Regions from separate parts of the Mus musculus genome. Here regions 1, 3 and 4 are each linked to region 2. Evidence: chromatin contacts called from public promoter capture Hi-C data. All regions are on one chromosome and are shown on one strand. Each heading gives the region's core, a stretch centred on a gene start, on an enhancer-like site or on the middle of the called end of the contact. The rest is flanking DNA. Distances are from core to core; before and after follow the strand shown.

Region 1 (2,878 bases), core at 340-2,839, 700 kb after region 2:
GCTTTGTCAGAATGTGTCACACCACTCCCCACCCCCATGTGACCCTAATGTAGAGAAACAAAATATCCAAGGGGCTGGGGACGTAGTCTAATTAGAAACGTGCTTGCTGTGCAGATCCAATGGCCCCAATTTGATCATCAGAACCCACATGGAAAGTAGAATCCCAGTCCATCACAACCCCAGCACTTCTAGAGCAAGCTAGAAGACTACAACAGGACACGACTCGGAAGGCAGAGGCAGGCAGCTCTCTGAGTCCCAGGACAGCCAGAGCTACAGAGAAACCCTGCCTAAAAAAATAATGGCCACTACTATCTTTAAATGCCTGGGGTACACAGTGCGGCAGCAGAGAGAGTCCCTGCTTCAAAAAGGTGGAAGGCTAGCCGGGCATGGTGGTGCACGCCTTTGATCCCAGCACTTGGGGGGCAGAGGCAGGCGGATTTCTGAGTTCGAGGCCAGCCTGGTCTACAAAGTGAGTTCCAGGACAGCCAGGGCGATACAGAGAAACCCTGTCTCGAAAAAACAAAAACAAACAAACAAAAAAAGGTAGAAGGTGAGGACCCACTTCCAAAAGCTGACCTCTGACCACATGCAGGGGACAGCCTGTACAACACACGTACTATTTTCCAAGCTGGGTGTGGTAGCATGCACTGTAACCTCAGGCAGGGGAAGTGGAGTCAGACATATGATAGGCCTGAGGCCTTCCAGGCCTGCAAATCGAACCTACTAGACAAGTTCTAGTGAGCCTGTCTCAAAAACAAGAGGGATCGCTCTTGAGGAATACGAGAGGTTGTCTTCCAGCCTCCAATAAGCATGTGCATTTGTGGCCTATGATCTCCAGCCCCACCCAAACCTCTCAGGATACACGGGCTCACCAGGACGTCTGCCACAGGATCCCAGCTCCTGTGACCACAGCCACCATCAGGTTCAAGTTGGCATTTGGCTGGTGGTCAGGGGCACTTTGAGGAAGGTGTCTCTGAGAGACTAAGTCCTCTTTCACACATCCTTCAGTGGACATTTGCATGCGTGGGAATCTGGAGAGGGTGGGGGTGCGGTTGGTTACCAGAGACCAATCTAGTTTGGTTTTCCTATCCTGGGGTATCCATCAACCCAAACTCAGATAGCTCAGAAGCAAAGACACAAAGATCATCTCTGGGTAGGAAAGGAAAGAACACTGAGGACCTATACAACTAGAGGCTCAGTTCGGAGGCTCCTCCCTGGAGAACTGCCGCTATCAGGATGGCCCGCTAGGCCAGGCCACTCTTCTAATTACTAGTGCCATCACTGCTAACCACAGCCGCTTCTTCTGCACCCTGGCTTTCTGGCTTTCGAGATTGCCCCGGGCTGCCTCTGGCGGTACTCCTCCACCCCCACATCCAGTCAGCTGATTGGTAGAGATGCCCCCCCTCACTCCCCGCCCCTGTGAAAGTTTGGTCCCAGCGGTGCAGGGCTCCTACTCTAGCCTATGAATCCTAAACTCAAATTCCTGCACTCGGGCGTGGGAGGGTTAACTTGAAGGGGTGGAGATTCCAACAAGGAGGCTGACCCAGCTAGGTCAGCCTCCCTTAGACCTAGGAGTCCTGGTGTCACTGGCCACTGGGACACACGCACTCCTGTGTACAGGCTCCTTGTTCACTCCAAGTCAGGAGAGGGCGTGGAGAGATGCAGGGCAGCTAGGCCGGCTGCAGTTTCCCAGGGCTACTTGTTCCAAGCGGGTGGTAGCTCAGGGGGCCAGACCCATTCAAATCAGTCCTTCTGGGGACAGTTTACTGTCTTTGGCTGGAAATGAAGCCTGCAGGTACGGGCCCCACAGTCTCCTCCGGGGGCGAGTGCACCGACGTGTCCCTCGGCTCACCGTTTCCTTGGCCCTGCCTGCCCGACGTGCGGCTCTGTGGCCATCTGAGGAAGCAGAAGTCCCAGCGCCGCCGCTTTTTCGTGCTGCGCGCTGACCCACCACGCCTGGAGTGCTACGAGAGCGAGAAGAAGTTCTTGGCCAGCGGCTGCCGCCCACCTAGACCCCGGCGTACCGTTAGCCTGGAGGGTGCCTGCACTATTAGCAAGCGCGCGGATGCCCGTCAGCGCCACCTGATCGTCATCTATACCAGCGACAGCAGCCTGGGCGTGGCGGCGGCCAGCGAAGCAGAGCAGCAAGCATGGTACAGCGCCCTGCTCGAGGTGCGCGCCACCGCCGCAGCCGCTGCTGCTACTGCTATGGGTGAGCCTTGGGTGAGCGACGGGGAGGTCAGGGGGTTGCCGACTTAGTTTATCTTGAACCCATTTCCCTCAGATCAACTGAGGTTTAAATCTTTTTTATTTTCGAGACAGGGTTTCTCTGTGTAGCCCTGGCTGTCCTGGAACTCACTCTGTAGACCAGGCTGGCCTCGAACTCAGAAATTCGCCTCCCAAGTGCTGGAATTAAAGGTGTGCGCCACCACGCCCGGCCTGAGGTTCAAATCTTAAGCTAAAAAAAAAAAAAAAAAAAAGACGTATAAAACGTCTTGGTCACCTGGGACCCGGTGACCCCAACCCCTGCCTCCCGGTGACTTGCCAATTCTCTCCAGGTTTCAGTCCCCAAGAGGCCCCTGAGTCTTGGATCTTCGCCCCATTCCAGGACGTCTGGCCTGTGACACTGCGGTCCAAGGGGCTGGGGAGAGCACAAGGCCTGAGCAGCGGCAGCTATCGCCTGTGCCTGGGTTCTGGGGCCCTGAGCCTCCTGCGAAAGCCTGGAAGCAAAGGTTCCAGAGACAGCCGGGCAACGCCACCACCAGTCCTGCGCTTGTCCTTGCTCAGTGTGCGCCGCTGTGGCCACGCAGACTCTTTTTTCTTCCTGGAACTCGGGCGCTCAGCGCCCATTGGTCCTGGTGAGCTCTGGCTGCAGGCT
Region 2 (3,073 bases), core at 137-2,636:
GTAGATAGATGTTCCAAAGGCCTGTAGTGGACCAAGGGTACCTGTCATTGAACTTCTAAGCATTTTTCCAGGGTACTGTGCTCCAGACAGTCGGTGGAAGTTGGGAAGAGTGTGGGGAAGTTTCACTCATGCCAGAGCATACAGTCCATTCTCCATGGAGATGAAGCTGCTGTGTGTAGAGGCCAAGTGGGGAGGCTGAGGAGACAGGCATGGGGTTGGTGTGGGTCACTAGTGGGGAGCAATGTGCCCTGAGGCATGTGTTGGTCAGAATGGACTACAGCCTCATACAGAGCTGCTAAACAGGGTGGCTGGAGGTTGGGGAAGGTATTGGGATGGTGGATCCACCCCAGTGGCCAGGGATGGTCTTGGTGGGCTGTAGGGCATGAAGGAGAGTCAGATAAGACCCCAAGTCCCTGTCCAGCTGTGGACCCCTGGTATCCTGCTCCAAACATCCTCCTTCAAGCCTTACCTGAGTCTCCACCTGTGCCTGGGTGCTAGTGAGAGATGGCTGAGATTTACTCAAACACCTGTAAGACAGAAGAGGCAGAGTTAGGGGCAGAAGGCACCTAACCAAGTGGTGTGTGGATATTACTGAACCCAATCTCACCAATGCCTCTGCTGCCACCGGAGACATAGTATAAAGATGAAACCAAACAGGAAAACTCCTGAGGTTCCCAAGATCCTCACCAGGTCTGCTTGAAGATTGAGGGCTGGAGTTGGGGCAGAGAGTCCTAGACACAGAGAAAAGTGTCAGATGGGCAGCCAGTGTTAAGATCCTCCCCGTCTCCCGCCTCTCCCCAGACATACCTGGATCTGATCTATGCAGGTCTCTACAGGCAACCCTGGAACCATGAGGAAAGGTAACAAACTCGCAGCAGAATGTGGTGTTGGCTAGAGAGCTTCTTGCTTTGGATTGTCCCATGGTCAGAGTGACAGAGACGCTGTTTGGGGTTTCCCAGTGGGCCTGCCTGGCAGGAGCCCACTGCTGGGTACCAAATTCTGGATGTAACACAGCTAGTTTGGTCCTTCCAGCGTCAACAAATCCTTCACAGCTCACTGTTACCAGGGAGATGAGGCTATATCCTAAGACCCCACAGTGAACTGAGAAAGACGAGAGGTTGGTGGCCTCCATCTGGACTTGCACCCACACCTCAGGGCTTGCTGAGGAATGAAAACAGGAAGGTCAGTGCCTGTGTGTCCATACTGTCCACCCCCATGGCCCTACACTGCTCTGGCCTCTCCACTCACCTTCAGAGACACAGAGGGTCAGCAATGTTGAGAATAGAACCAGGGTCTGCATCTGGCCCATATTTGTTGCATGGGCAGCCTGTGTGTTGCCTGTTCTCATGGCTGGAGGTTTTCACATTGTCAGCAGTTAGAGGCACTGTGGTAACTTCCCACAACCTAGCCTTATTTCCTTTTTGCAGGCCTCAGTGGTAGTGAACTCAGGGTAATGGGTTGTCCCTCTTAAAGTTACAGTACCAGGCTTTGCTTGCTACTTCCTAGATCTGCAGTAGTAGTGAGGAAAGCTGCAGAGGTCGCTGAGGTCAATCGTCTCTTTGCCTCAGAGAGAGGAGGGTCCATGGCTGCCCCTGAGGAACTTAGCCCTTATCCCATTCAGCCCTACACAGCTAAGGGGCAGGGAATGGAACAACTGGAGATTGCAAGATCCTAAAATCAGGAAAGCCATTGTGGAGGCAGTCAGGAGCCAACCTGAGTGACCCAGCACACCCCAAGGTGTGTTCTCAGTATTACATACTAGTAGTCCCTGGTTTGAATCTGCAATTCACCATCCCTTCCCAGCTCCTGTCCCATGTCCACCTGGAAACAGGCAATTCTGCCCAATGGCTACCCAGCAAAAGCTTGTCTCTGCCCCACCCGGTGTGAGGCAGGTGCCTGGCAGCGCAGCATCATCTAAAGAGGACTGCTCACAGCCCTACCCCCACTTCTCCCTTTCCCACTCTCTCAGTTCCCATGTGTTCCTGGCAGGCCTCTCTTGCTCTCTTTCTCTCTTCCTGTCTTTCTCTGTCCTATCCTTTCTCTGCCTCTACCTCTTTCCAGGTTCCCACTCCCATCTCCACAATAAATCTTTATACAGGCATGCTGCATGGTGTGATTCCTCAGAGGAACATCTCGGCACTGTCCTGCCAAGTATTACTCCTACCATGTTATACCACAATTTATATTTTATATTTCATAACACTAATAAGAGTGGTCTTCACTTGTCCCATTCAGAGCTCTGCTTGTTAGCACATTAACTTCAAACTGCTTAGCCCTGAAGCTGTTTGTTCATCTCCATCCTGCTGACTCCCATTCTGACCAACTGATTTCTCTCTGCCTCCCTTACCACCATCTACCTATTAATGTCATCTGCTGGGAAGAGCAAAATAACAAATTGGCTTGCTGATCACCCCACATCAACCTTGGCTTCACTGCAGCAGCCCAGGTGACCCTCAAAACACACGGATCATTCCTTTGCTTGCTCTTCCTTATTTCTCTAGGAACCAAAACATTGAAGTTTCTCTCAGACCTGCTTCTGTTCTTAACTCTCCCCACCCCCATGTGTCATATTGCTATGTGACATATTGCTTTATTGAATTGGGAAGTCCCAAGGGCAGGTTGGCCCTTGCCCATGAATTGTGTCATGGAGGCAGTCACTGTCCCCACCAAATTGTTTTTTCTTTCCACAAGCATTGCCACTGCTCTTTGTCCTACACAAAGTAATTTAGAGAATGCCACAAATTGACCAGGATGCTGCGGTATATGTGGTGACAGGTGACCGACCCTGTCCAGGGATCAGAACGCTGTGTACTGAGAACCAGAATCCCAGGTCTACACCAGAGCCCGGGCTCTCTCTATCTGAACACTATTTTGTCTCTTTATCCTTGCCGCTGCAGACATATAAACTAGCCCTCACAGTGCCTACCAGAGTGGTCTCCAGGCCTTTGTCCCCACAGTTCCTGGTCTGGCCAGCATTCTCTTCATTCTTTGATCTCCTCTGAGGCCCAGAGACCTGACAGAGACCTGCTTTCACCAGTTAATGTGACAAAGCTGACTAACCTGAGGTCAGGCT
Region 3 (3,098 bases), core at 497-2,996, 860 kb before region 2:
GAAAAGCCGTGGAACTAGATAATGGTGATAGTTGCATAACGCTGTATACAGTTAAAAGGGGAGTCACCCACCCACCCACGCATGCACGCACGCAAGCACACACAGCAGCTGGCTTTCACATTCATCCCCTTTCTGCTCTCTCCCAGGAAAAACAAAGGGTAAATAAATAAACTGAGGCCGCCAACCTTCGGGAAATAAAAAGTACCTCTCCAAATCTCTGGCCCAACTCTCCAGTGAGGACATGGGACCACACACCTGTGACCCCAGCACTGGGGAGCTGGAAGCACAGCACCCAGATTGCAACTAAGAGCCTGCTGGAGCTACCAAAGACCTACCCCCAACAAAAACCTAACGACCAAAAAGGTAGGGCAGACGATCCTATCAGACCCTCTGGTGACTAGAGCATAGACTCATGCCCAGTCCCCACAGCCTGGGTAGAGTTCTCCACAGCCTGCACGCTATAAAAGTGCCGGCCTGAGCCGGGCAGTGGTGGCACACGCCTTCAATCCCAGCACTTGGGTTCAGAGGCAGGTGGATCTCTGGGTGTTCCAGGATCACCAGAGCTGTATAGAGAAACCCTGTCTCGAAAAAGCAAAGAGTTCAAGACTGGCCTGGCCGAGGAAACCAAAAGAGAGAAGAACCAGAAATTACTGCAACTCTGCTCAAGAACATACCCAGGGCTGGACCCACAGGGCTGTGCACACCTGTGATCTAATCCTAGGTACGTGGAAGCAAGAGGGTTAGGAACTCAAGATCATCTTCTACTATATAGTCAATTCTAGGCGGGCCTGGGCTATCTGAGGACCTGTTTCAAGATGCCAGCTTAGTTGCACACATCCCTTTTACCCCAGCACTTAGGAAGCAGACACAGTCTGGATCTTTGTGAGACCAGCCTGGTCTACACAGCCGAGACAGTCAGAAGTACGTAAATGAGACCCTGTCTCCTGACACAAACAAAGGACCGAAAAGGAACATGAGGTTGGGACGCAGAAAGAAAAAAGAAAAGACCTTAGGAGAGATCTAAAATGTATGAACAGTCAGGTTAAAATTCGACACCGGTGCAATGGACGGAATGGTAAAATCTAATTAGTATTTGGTCCAGGAGGCGCGAAGCGCACACCGCAGGACTACACTTCACTCTACACAGCGGGGAGCACCAAAGTTCGCCGGGCTGACTGCATCGGGTCCCCCCGGCTGCATCCAAAAAAGCTCCAGCGGGCCAGCTTTGGTACCGTCCTGCGTGCCGGGCTGGGGGCGAAGGCAACTAACACGGGATAACAAGCTGGTGGCAGGGTGTGCAGGCCAGGGACTCGCTACCGGGCCCGCGCCCATCGCCGCACCTACAACACCTGTGCCCCAGAAGGGAGCGCCCCGGGGATGGCGCCTGCGTGGGTGCGCCTCGACGGGTGGCAGGAGACCCCGGAACCCAACACGCAGGGGTCCGGGGCGAAGGGGAACCAGAGTGCCCGGGCACACGAGACAACTGGACTCAGGGCGCCGGGGCGCGCGCGGCCTGGCAACGCGAAGGGCGTCACGCGCGTCGTGGCCAGTTGGCGGTTCCCACTTGGGGCCATCCCTGCAACCTACATCCCGGCCCGCCCTGAGACAGTCCCTAGTACCCGAGAGGAGTCCGCAGCGCCCACCCGCCTACTCGTCCCCTACAGCCCGCTGGCCGCAGCTCACCTGCCTCGCGCCGCCGCCTCAGGCCTCGTCCGCACCGCCCAGGCCCGGGACCGAAGACTCCCCACATCTACAGCCAATCGCGCGCCGCGCCGGGATCGGAGGCGGGAGCGACGCGAACGTCCGTCAATCCCAAGCGCGCCTGCTGAAGCTCCAGGCCAATGGGGAGGCCGCTGACCCGCCACGGCCCTGCGGGGGGCGGGGAAAGGGCGGGACGTGTGGCGTCAGTGGGCGGAGCGGGCGCGCTGGGACTTGAGGGGCCGCACCTAGGGAGGCTGCTCCTCTCCGGTGGCGTTAGAATTAGGATTCTGTGCAGAGGCGCACGCGCGCGCTGAGTTCCAGGCAGGGCTTCAGTGGGCCCAGAAGATCCGACTCCTGCTGAAGGAGCAGTGGGCTCCCAAACACATCCTCTTCTCAGTTGTCCCCGCGTAGCGTTTGCAGGAAACCTCCGACGCCCTGCCCTGCCCTGCCCTGCGGGCTGGAAGCCAGAGCCTTTTCTCCTGGGGACTCCACCCACCAGGCCCTCTCTCACTTGCGCAGTTTTGCAAAACCTTGAATTGCATTTGTTTTGTTTATAGGCAGGGTTTTATTCTGTAACCTTGACTGCCCTAAAACTCTACTGTAGACCAGACTGGCGTTGAACTCGCAGAGATAAGCCAGCCTCTGCGAAGCAGGACTTACAGGCGTGTGCCACCACGCCCCTCTTGGTTTTTCCTTTTTTAACTGTCTCACTGTGGCCTAGAATTCACGACATAGCCCTGACTGACCTCCAGTTTGCCACAATCCTCCTGCTTTATCCTCCCAAGCACTGAGATTACTACCATATGCCACAGGCAGCTGGCTAGCTTTCACTCTTTTCTAAAAGTGTGTTTGTGTGTATGTCTGTTTAAGTGGATGATGAATGTGTGTGTGTGTGTGTGTGTGTGTGTGTGTGTGTGTGTGCCTACAAAGGTCTCAAATGCCCCAGAGCTGCCAAAAGGGGATGCTGGCAACCAAACTACAGTCCCCGAATGACCAGCAAGTGCTCTTAATGGCTGAGCCATCCTTCCAGACCTTGGCTTTTACATTTTAAAAAAATTAATTAATTTTTTTTTTTTTTTTTTTTAGAGAGGGTCTCCATGTAGTCCTGGCTGCCCTGGAACTTGCTATGTAGCTCTGCCTGCCTCCACTGGGACCAGTAGCACTTACCACCATGCCTGGCTGGTTTTACACTTTTTAGAAAGGGTCTGGAGCTGGGAAGATGGATTAGTTAGTAAAATGTTTGCACTGTAAGCGTAAAGACCTGAATTCAATCTCAGAATACGAATTTAAAAAAACCAAAAGCCTAGTGCTGTATGTTTGTCATCTCAGTGCTGGAAAGCAGAGACTGGAATCCCTGGAGCTTGCTGGCCACCAAACTAACTTAACTTGATGGGAAC
Region 4 (2,739 bases), core at 184-2,683, 810 kb before region 2:
CTGAGGGACGTCATCGAAGAGTCTTTGAGCAAAGTGGGAAAGGACATCATCCACCGAGTTCCCACTGCCAAACTGGATCACAGTGCCCGTGGCTTCGATAACGGCTACCCGGACCTTCCAGTGCTGGTGGGAGATGGTCTGCATCAGGGGGCCTATCAAGGACTCCGATTGCATGTGGAAGTGCTCTGTGGGATTAGGGAGGCTGCTGGTTATGCGATACAGCTGCATGGGGCCCTGTTCTGTGGCTACCATCAAACCTTCCTCTGGCCTCTGCTAGCCTCAGCTCCCACTTTTTCTCTCCAATGGTGCTGGGAGCTGCTTATGCTCCAGGCATCCGGAGGGATATATACACCTATTTCACAAAGTTGGCTCCCCCCTACCCCCGGGAAGACTTTAAACACTAGGTAGGGCCTCTTAACTTTTCCAAACTCTAGTCTAGAAGGAAAAAAGGGAAAAAGCCCTGATCAAGCAGGGCTGTAGATAGAGGGTAGAAATAAACGAGAAGCAGCCTCCCTTCATCCAGGAAGTTAGTGACCCGTGTCAGAGACAGAGAAGACACTGGAGTAAAGAAACTGAGTTGAGTTGTCCTTTCCCACATGAGTCCCATAACCCAGCATAAAAATGATCATGAAATGGGTGTGACACAGGTCTGAGAGTCTAGCACTTTAGGCTGAAGTAGAAGCAGCGTTATGTTTGACACCAGCCAGGGCTACATGGTGAGATCTCTTGTCTCGTGCCCCCTCCCATCGGAAATGACCTTACGAAGGAACCAGCCCACTTTAGTTCAGTTTCTGGACATCTAGGTAACCAGGGAAGCGGATAGGACGCTCACCCGGAGTGGCACGGGCCAGAGCGGCTGCGCACTCGCAGCCCTCCCGGCGCACCGCAGCGAAGGGGTCGAGCAGCGCGGCCCGCAAGGCGCGCACGGCGTCGTCCAGGTGGGGCGCGAGCGCGGCGCCGCCCAGGTCTACGGCGAGGTGGAGCAGCTGCACGAGGGCGAGACGCAGCTCCTCGCAGGGCTCCGGCGGCGGCCGCGCGAGTTCAGGTCGGGCCAGGCGTGCGCTGAGCGCCGGCAGCAGACGCGGCAGAGCGTCGCGGGGCCGCGCGGCGCGGCGCAGGCCAAGGTCGAGCAGGTGAGCGGCCAGCGCGCGGCAGCCCTCGGCCGGATCGCTTAGAAGCCGCAGCAGGCGCGGCAGCAGCAGACGGGCCCAGGGGCCCTGGAAGGCCGCGGAATCCGCGCCGGGCCGCACCGCCTCTTCCAGTACCTGCTCCAGAGCCTCCAGAGCGCGCCGCCGCCCCAGCTTACTTTCCGTCTCCAGCCCCGGTAGCAGGCGGCTTAGCGCGCGGGTCAGTTCCGCGGCTTCAGCCGCCTCGGTTAAGCCCGGGGCCGCGGCCACCTCCGCCTCCGCCGGCGCCGCCATCTTGAGCGCGTTGCCTGTCTCCAAGGGAACCGGCGCTAGTACGATGGTCCGAGCACGCTTTACGGCAAGACTTCCGGCTGCCTGGGTTGCTCGAGGCTGAGTGTGCGCCCCTTAGGAGTGATGCTGGGGGAGGGGCAGGGAGTAAGGGAGAGGCGGGGCCAGGGAAGTGGGCGGGCAAAGGGCTTAGAGGGCGGAGTGACGGGCAGGAGGACGAGAGAGGCTAAGAGAAGCAAGTGTAATTGGCTAGGTCCGGGAGTCTGGGGTGGGGCGCGAACCTTGAGGGCGAGGCAGAAGACAGCAAGCTCGGCAAGGGCCTTGGGCGAAAGAGGTAGTGGGCGGTACGAGGGGGTTGGTAGGCGGGACACGGGCCTCTTGGGTAGGGGCTTAGTGTAAAGAGAGGGGAATAAGGGATAATGGGAGGGGAAAGAACCAAATAGGCGGGGTGTGGACTTCGGGAGCATTGCAGGAGGTGGCAGGCGGAGCCCTGGTTTTGTGGGCGGGGCGAAGAATAAGGGTCTACGGGAAGGAGGCGGGGCAAGGAGTAGTGGGTTGGATGGGGGGGTAGGTGGGCGGGGCATGGGCCGCGCAGCTGGCTGACAAGTTTCAATAATAGGTGGGGTGCAGGTTTGGGGAAGGGACATAAAGCTCGAGGGAGGGGTGGGGGTCTGAGTAAGGTGAAGCGTGAGGATTGAGGTGCCTGAGACAAGGGCTGACAGGTGGGACGCAGGCCTTAGGGCGTGGCAAATGGCTAGGGGCGAGGCCAAGAGTGGGGCTGTCCTGTGCCTGAGTCTGGAACTTGGCCTGAGTGGCCAAGCTTCTGCAAGCCTGCACCTTCAGGTTCCTTTCCTCAGGGGCAGCTTAAGCTGAGGTTCTTTCTAATGGTGTAGATATGGCTGATCCTTACTGGGTTCCTCAGAGGTCATGAAGAAGTCAAGTGTGAATCTGCCACACGGTCTGACCTCAGTTTAGACATGAGGTATGCTCGATGGCTGGAAGTGTTTTTTTAGGGGGTCAGAGATGGTATTGTCAGTGGTCAGGACCCCCCACTGGGCACTTCCTAGGCCTGACTCAGTGCTGCATGACTTGGGCATCCAAACGAGTCACATCTGAGAACAGGCTTATAATGTTAGGGGTTGGGTTTTGTAACAAATTTGGCCTTTTTTTGTTGTTGACATTAGTTTTGTGGGAAATTGGTGTGAACCCTTAGGTGTTTTGAATGTGGCGTGGAAGCTTTAGGGGAACCATGTAAAATTGCTTAGGGTGGCAAAAGAGTTGTGAAGAGAGGTGACTGGCCAAGCAAAGGCTTGGTGTTAGAGGT

Evidence for each region. Promoter capture Hi-C pulls out the DNA fragments that hold promoters and counts their contacts.
Region 1: a promoter capture Hi-C map of liver shows a contact between it and region 2, with 3 times the contacts expected there. The contact joins the promoter of Irs3 here to the promoter of Pvrig in region 2. A contact is called at or near these places in 2 of 39 promoter capture datasets (both in liver).
Region 3: a contact with region 2 is called in a promoter capture Hi-C map of liver, with 2.3 times the contacts expected there. The contact joins the promoter of Sun1 here to the promoter of Pvrig in region 2. A contact is called at or near these places in 1 of 39 promoter capture datasets (liver) and 1 of 115 datasets of contacts at active chromatin or transcription factors (bone marrow-derived macrophages).
Region 4: a contact with region 2 is called in a promoter capture Hi-C map of liver, with 4 times the contacts expected there. The contact joins the promoter of Dnaaf5 here to the promoter of Pvrig in region 2. A contact is called at or near these places in 2 of 39 promoter capture datasets (both in liver).

What each region holds. Positions count from the first base shown.
Region 1 is chr5:137,644,425-137,647,302 of GRCm38.p6, reverse strand. Irs3 (insulin receptor substrate 3) reads left to right here and starts at 1,589. Exons shown (of 2, transcript NM_010571.3): 1 at 1,589-2,212; 2 at 2,559-2,878. The coding sequence starts at 1,783.
Region 2 is chr5:138,340,244-138,343,316 of GRCm38.p6, reverse strand. Pvrig (poliovirus receptor related immunoglobulin domain containing) reads right to left here and starts at 1,386. Exons shown (of 5, transcript NM_001378438.1): 1 at 1,249-1,386; 2 at 808-1,161; 3 at 608-731; 4 at 470-527. The coding sequence starts at 1,348.
Region 3 is chr5:139,199,285-139,202,382 of GRCm38.p6, reverse strand. It overlaps Sun1 (Sad1 and UNC84 domain containing 1), which reads right to left and starts at 1,746. Exons shown (of 23, transcript NM_024451.2): 1 at 1,684-1,746.
Region 4 is chr5:139,148,929-139,151,667 of GRCm38.p6, reverse strand. Dnaaf5 (dynein, axonemal assembly factor 5) reads right to left here and starts at 1,433. Exons shown (of 13, transcript NM_001081265.2): 1 at 833-1,433; 2 at 1-185. The coding sequence starts at 1,421. It also overlaps a transcript of Prkar1b not described here.